Regions from separate parts of the Bombyx mori genome. Here region 1 is linked to region 2. A link is a contact called in public Hi-C data. All regions are on one chromosome and are shown on one strand. The core of a region is the stretch at or near the end of the contact, and the rest is flanking DNA. Distances in the headings are between cores, read along the strand shown. Region 1 overlaps LOC119630755. Region 2 overlaps LOC101737512 (protein jim lovell).

Evidence for each region. A called contact is a pair of places that touch in the nucleus more often than the background predicts.
Region 1: a contact with region 2 is called in a Hi-C map of whole pupa, with 4 times the contacts expected there. The contact joins two enhancer-like sites. A contact is called at or near these places in 2 of 7 Hi-C or Micro-C datasets (both in whole pupa).

What each region holds. Positions count from the first base shown.
Region 1 is chr3:11,523,274-11,529,396 of ASM3026992v2, forward strand. LOC119630755 reads left to right here. Exons shown (of 3, transcript XM_062674474.1): 3 at 1-707. Among protein-coding and RNA genes, the nearest start is that of LOC119629175, 10 kb to the right of the region's middle. Within about 2 kb of position 1,623, at least 6 of the 8 cell types and tissues checked have open chromatin away from gene starts, as enhancers often do.
Region 2 is chr3:11,050,091-11,055,953 of ASM3026992v2, forward strand. It overlaps LOC101737512 (protein jim lovell), which reads right to left. Exons shown (of 3, transcript XM_004931636.5): 3 at 1-3,747. The coding sequence ends at 3,104. Among protein-coding and RNA genes, the nearest start is that of LOC101737512, 40 kb to the right of the region's middle. Within about 2 kb of position 3,166, at least 6 of the 8 cell types and tissues checked have open chromatin away from gene starts, as enhancers often do.

The DNA of each region.
Region 1 (6,123 bases), core at 373-2,872, 470 kb after region 2:
TTTTATTTCGTTAGGGTTTTTTTTCTTTGAGTTAACGTGTAACAATGGTGGTTTATTAGCAATCGCATCTGTCATAGTGCAAAGCGTGGAAACGAAATAAAGTCGCTGGACGTTGTATCGGTTGGTTCTTTCAAAAAGTCCACTAAAATTTTAATAATTTGGCTGTGATATTATTTGATTTCATCTCATCTCGTTACATTACATTTCATTCAATTAACGTAATATAAAAATTCTACCTTAAAATATCAACTTAATTTAATTCTGTCGTATTTCGATCTTCGCAAATAATCTATGGATATTTACATACCTAATAATTAATTGAATGAACTCATCGCTAGGAATAATGGCGTGGCAAGCAGCAAAATTATCATGCTGAAACAATTAACAACGACAATAATTTGTTTTTGTTGCCTTTCTTTCAAAGTACATAGATTATATGTTTCAAGATTTTCCCCGCGAATAATACAAGGGCAACAATGATAGATGCATCCCTGTTCTCTAAACACTTTAATGCGCGGCACACAATCAGATATTTGTTTTAAATTATGGTAATAAAATGTCTGCGAGAGTCACGCGCGGCGGAACGCGTGCTCGCGCCCCACGGGATGAGCGAATTAGATCGACCGTCCGATGTGGGATATTGTTAGGCAAGCTCCGAGTTCGAAATTGATGGGACGCGGTTAGTCTCATATTTCGAAATCATATTGTTTGGTTTAAACGGTCGGTGATGCTTGTAAAAGGCTTTAAGGAATTATTGTCGGACGGGATATTTTGAAAATGTCTTTTTTTTTTGCATTTTTCCAATTCAAATAAAACTAATTAAATGTTTTTTTTTGTATTTTTTCAATCCAAATATAACTAATTATACGGATTAATCTCCTGTTTTTTAATTTTCATTATTCTAATTCCGACATTTCGAATTCTTACGGACCAATAATTCCTCAAATATTGTGCTAACTACGGTCTATTTATCGATAAAAATATTTCTAGACTTTTACATTTCATTTCACACGAAACGAACTAATAGTATCTTGAGGTCTGACTTTTATTTTCATGGGTTTTTTTTTTATCTACACGAAACAAACGATTTTATCGTAAAATACCTTAAGTTGTTTACGCTTGAAACGAAAATTCGTTCTGATAATTTGTTTTTTATATCGCTAAAGGTTTTATTGCCGACTTATAGCATATTAGTACCAGTTCTTAGTTTGAAATCGTTATTAAAAATTTCGGATACATAAAAACGATTCAGTTAAAATACAAAAACAGTATTAAAAAAAGTAATGACTAAGCATTTTGGGAGCTTTATGTTGTTGTAGTAAAAGATGACGATTTGTCGACGTTGACATAACTATCCCAAACCAAAATTAAAAAAAAATGGATTTTTAGATTTACATTATTCGATTAGGGGTATTGTCTAAAAATTACGGAATATAATTATAGAAGGCAATGAACTGTGCTGCCCGGAATCAGTCGAATTTTTATGATCGCTAAACGAATAGAACACTCGGATTCAGCACAAAAACAACATTCAAAGGCAGCTAGCTGTAGATGCAGATCATAATACATGATTGTACGGTGTGCAGAATGACGCATACTTGGCGCGTTTGCAGCGGGAAATGCGCAGTGCGAGATAAGCCCGAACGGACTTTGTGATGTCTACTGTCCGCGCGTCTCCGCTCACGTTCGATTAACATGGATACACATTGAATTTTATTTTTCATACCTTAGATGGATAATTGAGATGATAGCCCACCTAATCGTGGCTATCGCTCTGGGACATCAGCAATGCCAGGCGGATAGCCAAGCCGTTGTCATCTGCTTAAGACGCCTCAAACCTCGCTTTAACGCTATTTTATTTTTAACAATTCTTACTTTTCGAATTTACTGCATGTTATAAAGTAGAGAGTCATTTTAAAGTAATTGAAGTTAATAATGATTAATAATTATCTTAATACTTGTTGGGATTGGGTGGAAACATGTAATGTTCTGTACTATGCAAAAACAGATGGAAATTCACACCTCGCTATCAAGTAAAGTAATTTTTATCGCCAAATGCTTACAACGACCACACCCTAATCACCAACAACTTAGGATAGAGAGCAATACTAAAATTCTGAAAACCTCATCTAATTTGTTGCGTAATTAATTCTTGTGCTTTATTAATTGTGATTGTTATGGAAGACATACTGGAAACATCATAAAGGAAGCCGTAATTTAAAAAAAAGATCGTTACTATCCACATTAAGCGAGCATCCACCTAGGAGCGAATCGTAGCAGGCTTTACCCGCATTGTTGCACTGATTTAGAACGGCAGACATCTCCAAACTAACTCGAACGTTTCTCACGTATTAATATATTCTATTCGATTCGATAACTCGATATAACGATGTATCGATTAGGATTATCGTGTTTCGTACTTAGTTTCGAAATTCGGAGTAGCCGGTCGAGTTTGGAAATTCGAATTGTATTTTGTTTTAGTTGTTCGATTGTTGTACGAGTAAGTACGTTTTAATGAAATCGTTTGGAAATTAGAAATTTTGTAACGCTATTGTTTTGTTTGGTTGAACTGAATCTTTCGGAATTGTTTCGTGTTGGAGCTGTGTTTTGGCGCTTTCGGGTGTAAATAAGACTTGGAATAAGAATTGTTAGACTTCAATTCTCTTTCTTGTCAATTCGCAGTCCATCTGTCCATGTATGATTAGCGTAATTTACGGACACCATTAATTCCTAGATAAAGCCTACCCTATTCCTACAACAGTGTACAAAAATAAACACCTATATGAATTTACGTTTGCAAGTTACTATTCGCGCTGATTTTGCGTCAAATGAAATCGGAATCGTGCGATTTATATATTTTCGTAATCATGCCAGTCTTAGTGGCTGTTAACTGCTCACGAGCAATCATGAGTTCCGTTGAATTGTGGCACATTATAAGAGTACAATTCGAATTTAGATTGCGAGTTTCAAGGCGAGCGTTCGCATTCGCGTTGTGATGTTTTCGTTTTTTTTTTCGATTTAGTAAGACCGAGAAACCCAGCGAGCTGATGCTCTGGGCCAAGTGTCAGGTTTGGCACATTATAAGAGTACAATTCGAATTTAGATTGCGAGTTTCAAGGCGAGCGTTCGCATTCGCGTTGTGATGTTTCCGTTTTTTTTTCGATTTAGTAAGACCGGGAAACCCAGCGAGCTGATGCTCTGGGCCAAGTGTCAGGTTTGGCACATTATTAGAGTACAATTCGAATTTAGATTGCGAGTTTCAAGGCGAGCGTTCGCATTCGCGTTGTGATGTTTCCGTTTTTTTTTTTCGATTTAGTAAGACCGGGAAACCCAGCGAGCTGATGCTCTGGGCCAAGTGTCAGGTTTGGCACATTATTAGAGTACAATTCGAATTTAGATTGCGAGTTTCAAGGCGAGCGTTCGCATTCGCGTTGTGATGTTTCGGTTTTTTTGTTTTCGATTTAGTAAGACCGAGAAACCCAGCTAGCTGATGCAGTGGGCCAAGTGTCAGCTTCAACTGCCTTTTGTTAATTTTTTATTTTATAGGGATAATCGAGTGCACAATCGTAAATACCCTGTGGCGATAGCCATAATAGAACACAAGATATTTGACAGATGCCTGTGAATCTTGCTTACGATACTTTCAAGATAAGCTTACATTTAAACAAGCTCCGAACAATAACGTTCGGCCGAAGATCTTCCCTTTGCCGTCCCAACCTTTAATCTCTACAATATTTAGATTTTATGCTATATTGTGTCATCAAAAACGAATCCTAATTCTACCGTGGAGGTGTCAGGCTCTTTAAAAAAAAGTTCGAGATAGTTAGTTGATCTCATTTATCAAGGTTAGGTTGTAATTTTCATGTTTTTTTTTTATTGCTTAGATGGGTGGACGGGCTCACAGCCCACCTGGTGTTAAGTGTTTACTGGAGCCCATAGACATCTACAACGCAAATGCGCCACCCACCTTGAGACACCTTGTTACCTAAGGTCTCAGTATAGTTACAGCGGCTACCTCACCCTTCAAACCGAAACACATTACTGCTTCACTGCAGAAATAGGCAGGGCGGTGGTACCTACCCGTGCGGACTCACAAAAGGTCCACCACCATTGAAAAATGTTAGATTTACTAGCATGACGCTATATGTACCATGAACCTGCTTAACGCAAAAAAGCGGTGACATACTGCAGAACGGTATATAATATATTATCTCTCAGAGCCCGTGCTCGCCCACTGATCCTGGTAGAACTGGAAATACTTTAGGGCCACGAGAAATCTCACTTTCCGGAAAAAAAGCATCTTATCCACATTTACCTAACAGAGCACAAAATAAAAACTTTAATGCAACACACATATCTATAATATATCACACAAACAAGCTATCAGACGAAACGGTACCGAAACATCCCAATTAAAGATACAAACGTATCTGATTGAACGTCACCGAACGGACGGTAATCAGTAGAACAATGAGGCGATAATGATATTTTGACAATTTGATGGCTTATTAACTCTTTCGGATCGGCGGTCGAATCTATGAGCTGCGTTTGTGTCTCCTACGTCGGGAGTTTCTCCAGAACTTTCTGGAAATCTCAGCCAGATCCGTGTAATATTTTTTTGGAAGTACATATTAACGGATTTCGGGCTTAAACTAGGATCCGTTCGAAATTGGACCATAATAAGTGACGCTCAAGGTATAGTTTCATTTTAATTATTACATCTCGTATTTTTTTTCTTCGACAATATCAACGAAACTGGTCCAACTGTTACGGAGTCTATAGAGAAGACTACACATATCGATTTTATTTGCGTATATTTTTGTACGTAAATAGAGCTGTGTGCTTAGGGCGAGTTTTTTAACGTTCTCGATATCGTAAGAGTTAACTCAAATTTGTATGCAGTTGGAACAGCGCACTTAGCGGCAAACGTGGCAAACGTTTTACGCTATCAAGAATGTTAAAAAACTCGCACTAAGCACACTAGTCTCAAATTGGAGAGCTCTAAATTTTTATTTTCATTTACCGTATGACGTCAGGCTTGTTTCAAATGTAACGAGTACATATAATTATCTATATATTAATACGTGAAGCAAAAATTTTGTATCCCTTTTTACGAAAATTGCGCGGACGGAGGAGTATGAAATTTTTCACACTTATAGAGAATATAGAGAAGAAGTGCACAATGCTAATATTTTTTTAAAATAATGCATAAAAGATACATTAAATCAATAAAGTAAACATTACACATACTACCATGTATTTGACACACACACGCATGCATACTATTTATTTATTGTCAAACTTATGTTCTTGACGTCTGTTATCAAATTGAGAATCGATTGAATATTGTTTGTCTTTATTAATATTTTTCTATAGTGTAGTCTTGGCGTTGAAAATACAATCATAATAGTGTAATAAAACTGTAGTAGTAATGAAACAAACTTACAATTCCAATTAATTATAGTCGAATTTCGACCACTGCGAGACATCTAGTTAAATATAATTCACTCTGATTTCGATTTCCAACTTTAATTTGTTCGTATAGAATATTAACCTCTAATAATTATTTGTAAATAATTGACTCTGTGTTGAAATGCCTAGAGATCTAATAATCTACATCGAGTCCTTGAATCCCGCTCATGGCTTCGGCATTCTACTCCTGATGTGCTTTGTACGTTATTGCATTGGTGGTAGGACCTCTTGTGAGTCCGCATGGCTTAGGTACCACCACCCTACCTATTTCTGCCGTGAAGCAGTAATGCGTTTCGGTTTGAAGGACGGGGCAGCCGTCGTAGCTATACTAAGATCTTAGAACTTATATCTCAAGGTGGGTGGCGCATTTACGTTGTAGATGTCTATGGGCTCCAGTAACCGCTTAACACCAGGTGGGCTGTGAGCTCGTCCGCCCATCTAAGCAATAAAAAAAGATAAAAAAATAGTTTCCTCCGGGTGCTGAGTTCCAAAAGTGAAAATCATTTCATTGGGAGTTTTAATGCTTTCTGAAATCATAACTAAGTAAATAATCATCAGTTTTCATTAATTTTGTTAAGAATATATTGAATACTATTGAAATAGTCTTGGTTTCAATATGAAGCAAGAATGTTAAATAATCTGTATCGTAGC
Region 2 (5,863 bases), core at 1,916-4,415:
AAGAATGCTTCGCAGCAGAAGTAGCTAGATCGTGGTATCAACCCGTGCGGGTACACAGTACGTTCTACCACCAGTAAAAAAAGCTTTATTCAGGTGGGTTCAATGAAGATGGTTATTGATTAGGTAATATTTGAGTCATATTAAAACTTAAGGTTGGTGACTGAGACATTTAACTTTTGATAATTTAATAAATCAATGATTCATTCGCGGAGATCCATGTTGGTACAAACTTATTTGATATTACACGCGTAACAATTAATTTAATAGGGAAAATACGTTTTCAAATGAGAACTATCAACAGATTTTTTGTACATATTTAATTTTTAAAAATTAGAACAGAATTGGTTTCTAATTGAACTAAAGGCAATATATTAATATTGTGCATTTAATGGCGGCACTTCATTCAGGGGACATAAATTCTATTTGTATCTAAACACGCAAATAGCAAAAATAGTTTCTGGTTGGTTTGTCTCGTTAATCGGGTATAATGGAACTGATATTTTTTTTCTTGGTTCCTTTCAATGGATGGTTATTGGATGGTGTTTACACATCAGACGTTTGACCAAATGCGGAATTATCACTATTCGCTTAAGGGCGGATTCGACCAAACTTAAATTTAAACTCGAGTAACTATACGAGGAATAACCTATTCCATGATTTTAATCTCGAGTAAATTCATAGTCGTTTTTCCACGTATACTTGGGCTAGGAATAACAATACGCGAATAGCAGAGTGAATGGTGAACAAAAATAAAATCCGGCAAATAAATGTTGTTGTTCAACGGCATAGTGTAAGAGCATACAAATCGTCAACTCGATTTTGCCGTATTTTAGTGTGAAAAAGTAGCTGTTGTGTAAGATATCCAGCTGTCAAACGTATTATTTTTATTTCTTGTTTGTTTGAGGGAATTGTCAAGTTTTGTCGTGTGGTTTTATCTTTTTTCGTTTAAACGTTGCATTCAGACTATTAATAATCATTTAGTGCATTGCGTTGACTTGAAATTAAAACAGAATAAATATTTATGAAATGACAGAAATCAGATGTTGGACTGACAGACGCCATTACTTTATTCTAGGAATAGCTCCGTTATTCCGTGCGAAACGGCGGTATAGTAACAATTCCCGAATAGGCCCACTATTCTTAGAATTGTAGTTGGTAAAACGTAAAATTGATTTACTCTCGATTAACTGACGAGTTATTCTAAGAATAAGATTTACTCTTGTTTGGTCGAATCGACCCTAAGTCTCTTGAAATGAAGTGCCGCTTTAACATTCGATTAAATTTTTTTAACGTTTGAGATCATTGTCCGATCAATCCGTCGAAGTGAATGTCAAAAACGACATATTAAAGTTGTTGCCTTTAGTAAATATATAATTTCTAAATGTAATAGTATACAATTATCTAAAGCCAGGCCTGGGTTGAACCTTGTTATTTAATCTAACGTTCATTATTCACTAAAATCTTGAAAGCTCTTTTTTATTTGAACATTGAAGTGCCGATATACGTTTATTTGTCTTCGCCTGGCGCGCACTGTTTCTTTGTTTTGATATTTTAATGTTGGCCAATTTGTACGATATATATGAAAGTTGTCATCTTGTTTTTTTTTTTTACTTTTCTACGAATTGGACGAGGACGTCTTCATTTACGGTTTCTCTAAACAAATTCTTTAGTCGGTGTTGGCATTTGCTGTTAAGTCTATTGTTGATTTTCAATTTAATATGTATTTTTGTAAACGAGTGCGTATCGAGTTCGTAGTCTGCATCCCCTAAAACTTTAAGTACGTAGTTTTAGCTTAGTTTTACTTAAGTGTAGAATAAAAGAATTTTCTTATAATCTTGACCACCTTTGGTCCGGTGATCTACCTACGTACCGTTTCACGACTAAATCCTACAACAATTACAAATACACTACTATATACCATTTTAGACACTTGAATGTCCGTATCGAATTAATGGTTCATACTTTTTTTTTGCTTTATCAATTTACCATTTAAAATATTTACATTCAAAAATCGTTTTTTGTTTTTTTATAAATTATCGAATACAATAACTATTATTACGAAATATTTTACAAACTTTGGTGAAATTCAGATATTCCGCACATTTAACACGTATCTACAGCCACATTAATGTAATATTACACAGGATATAAATTTATGTTGGTTATTTCTAAGACCACAACCACAATATAAGAAAAATAAAATAGTAGATGACGTGTGATTCAAAAATAGAATTTGTACTGGCCAGTGTGTTTTCGCGCCATTCGCTCACAAGATGGCCGGCCTTGTTGATTTTGGTCAAGATACACAACATAAAACGATTTAATCTAAATACAAGGAATGTTGAAATGGAATGTTAACAGTACAACAGAATAGGGAATGTCCTAAGTAACAAGTAACAATCACAACACATTTCATACTTATTGCACTCCTTCAGAATAAATTATCGCTTATTCATTATTTTACGCGATACTCAATATACATTTACAATATTAACACATCTTTTAAATTTAATAAATTTAACTAATACTCAATAAAGTTTGGACGTAGCCCCGTTGGGCCCCGGAGGATCCAGAAGGTTCGAAAATACGTAATCGTCCGTAAAACTGAAATCTATTCGGTGCATTTTAAACAGACAGGCATAGAAGTATCGCACTTGTCGCGTTCGAGCGCAACGCGGCAACGTACTGTGTGCTCAGTGCGAGTTTTTAACTTCTCGATTACGTAAAAGTTAACTCAAATTAGTATGTGGTTGGAACAGCGCCCCTAGCGGCAAACAAAGGGAAGCTTTTTCAACTCCATACAAATTTGAGTTAAGTTTTACGCGATCGAGAAGTTAAAAACCTTGCACTAAGCACACCTATGTAGATATTACACGTGAAGTTAATACGAGTGTTGTTGTGTCTATATACTAAACGATTAATTTATCCCCTACGAATTTATAAAAAAACTATAACATTATAATTACGACATTTACATGAGATCTTTTAAAATACACTAACTAAATTCCAGTTTTAGTCCCTTTTTTTTGAAAACATTTCGATAAAGATACGCGGGTGAGATGTGGATTCGTTCGTCAGCCGCGTTCGCCGCGAGCGACGGGAGTTAGTCCTGACCGTTGTGATGCAGGAGGGTGCGAGTGTCAGGGGGCGGGTGCGGGGGGTGCGGCGCGCGGTAAGTGTCGCCCTCCTCGTCCGCAGAGTTCTCCTTCGACCGGTCGCTCTTGCAGTCCTCCTCCTTGGTGCCGGACAGCGAGTCCAGAGCCATCGGCATCGACTGATACAACTCCCTTGCCTTCTCGTTGGGCGGAAGCAAGTGAAGCATGTTCAGTGGCATCGGGAAGCCCGGCGGGAACTCCGGGTAGAATCCTTGGGAGAAGGGGTTGAACATCGGGTTGGACGATATGTCCGGCTCGGAGCTGGACGGCCTTTGGCCCACGTTCTGGTGGTCGTCTTTATCGTGATGCTTACTTGAAGGGTGGTTGTTGTTGTTGTTTCCGGAGTTGAGGTTGAGCACGTCTAGGGGCGCTCCAATGCAATCTTTCCGCAGCTGCTCCAGTTTGAGGCTCTTCCCGTACTTGCCTCGCACGTACATGAGCAGAGAGTTGTACGGGATACCGAATATTCTCGAAGCTTGGCTCGTCGTCATTTTCTTGTTCCACACATGCTGCAGGGCCTCCGTGAGCTCTGCGTTTGTCCAGGATCGAGGTGGGCCACCGCGCGGCGCGCTATGCTGTCCTTTTGGTCTCCCTGTTAACCAAAACATGCATGTAAATGAATATGAAACGGCGTTTTTCCTACCCAAACTGATGGTCTTGAGAGACCATTTCAGCGTTGCTTTAACTAGTAGATTAGCTCACGGGGCTCAAACCTGACGTTGCGAACACTAACCCTAGCAAGAGCAGTGCTTCGTAGAATCTACCACCGGATCGGAAACGCGACCCACTGAGAAGATCCGACGAGAAACTCAGTAGGTAGGAAACGGCGTAAGAGAACTGCTATACAACAGCTGTGAAATAAACCTCTAAAGACACGTGCGATTGAGCAGTCATCGCGTATAGGTTAGTGAGCGACACGACATGTGCCGTGTAAGCTGCCGCCGACATTAGCTTATGCACAGCTCCTTAATGATCGTGTTTCGGCAATAACTCAGTACCGTCATGTCGGCGAAATGAGCGGGTTTCGGCGACATGCCGTCGGCGGCGACTCATTAATTCGTTGCGAGCACGCGACCGTTACCAGTTTTGTTGAAAAGAAGGCGGATCTGCATGCGCCGGTCGTGATATCGCCTCACATAGACAGCTAATTCGAGGACGATGATTCGTTATGGAAATTAGTATTAGTTTAAATAGATCGCGTGTCATAAGACGTGGCCGTAAATATAAGACGTGGTATAAGACTTGAAGTCGTTGTGGCCTAAAGGATAAGACGTCCGGTGCATTCGTATTTAGCGATGCAACGGTGCTCAAATCCCGCAGGCGGGTACCAACTTATCTAATGAGATACGTACTTCACAAATGTTCACGATTGACTTCCACGGTGAAGCGAATAACACCGCGTAACAAAATTCAAAACCCGCAAAATTTTATTTTGCGTAATTACTGGTGTTTGGGTATCTTGTGAGTCCGGATGGGTAGGTACAACCACCCTGCCTATTTCTGCCGTGACGCAGTAATGCGTTTCAGTTTGACGGGTCGGGCAGCTGTTGTAACTATACTAAGATCTTAGAACTCATATCTCAAGGTGAGTGGCGGCATTTACGTTGTAGACGTCTATGGGCTGTGAGCTCGTCCACTCATCTAAGCAATAAATATAAAAAAAATTCAATTCGTTAGCGCAAGCTTGACGCAAGAGCGGCATGCATGTCTGCGGTAAACGATGGGCACTAATCGATCGAGTAGCATTGAACGTAGAAGAGCATTCAAAGCACACGTTAGACTGTCTGCTCCCCTAACCGATACGATATCAGATCGTCTTAATAAACATTTGCGTTCGGAAACAATGGGCGTTTAACATTAGCGGTGCGCGATTCCGAGATGTGTGATGGGATGCTGCATGCGCATCTCGCATTATTAAAGCTCGTTGCATTGTTATCGGGCTACTTGTTCTACGTTCGATTCATTCGATCGGAGTCGTTGTGCTCACTCACATCAGATGAACATTATAACTTGTAGATAGACGAGGCATTGTTTCACGAACATGAAGGATTTCAAAATCGGATCCTTATTTCTTAACTGACTATTTTAAAACCTAAAAATATACGAACGTTGATATTGGAACAATGTTTAACTATATATTAATACGTGAAGCAAAAACTTTGTGTCCCTTTTTACGAAAATTGCGCGGACGGAGGAGTATGAAATTTTCCACACTTATAGAGAAGTGCACAATGCTAATATTTTTTTTAAATAATGCTTAAAAGATCCATTAAATCAATAAAGAAAACAATAGAGACACTACCATGTATTTGTCACAACACATACATATAAATATACTCTTTGTTTATTGTCAATAGTCAAACTTTTGTTAGTGTTTAAAGTCTGTGGTCAGATTAAGAATAGATGAATATTGTTTGTTTTTATTATTATTTATGTATAGGGTAGTTTTGGCGAAATCTGTGATTTTATTATATAAGTATAATAGTATTTGACAATAGAACCATAATAATGTTTAAACATAAAATTTCAATTGATTAAAGTCGAATGTCGACTACTGCGGGACCACTAGTTATTTTTAATACGCTTTTATTAGCTTCAGACGTAAGTATGTTAGTATGTAACGGAATATTTGAACATGATTTTGACCCCCTTCAAAACGTCGGATTAACTCGAAATTTAGTATACTTATTAAGGACCGATGGAAAAAA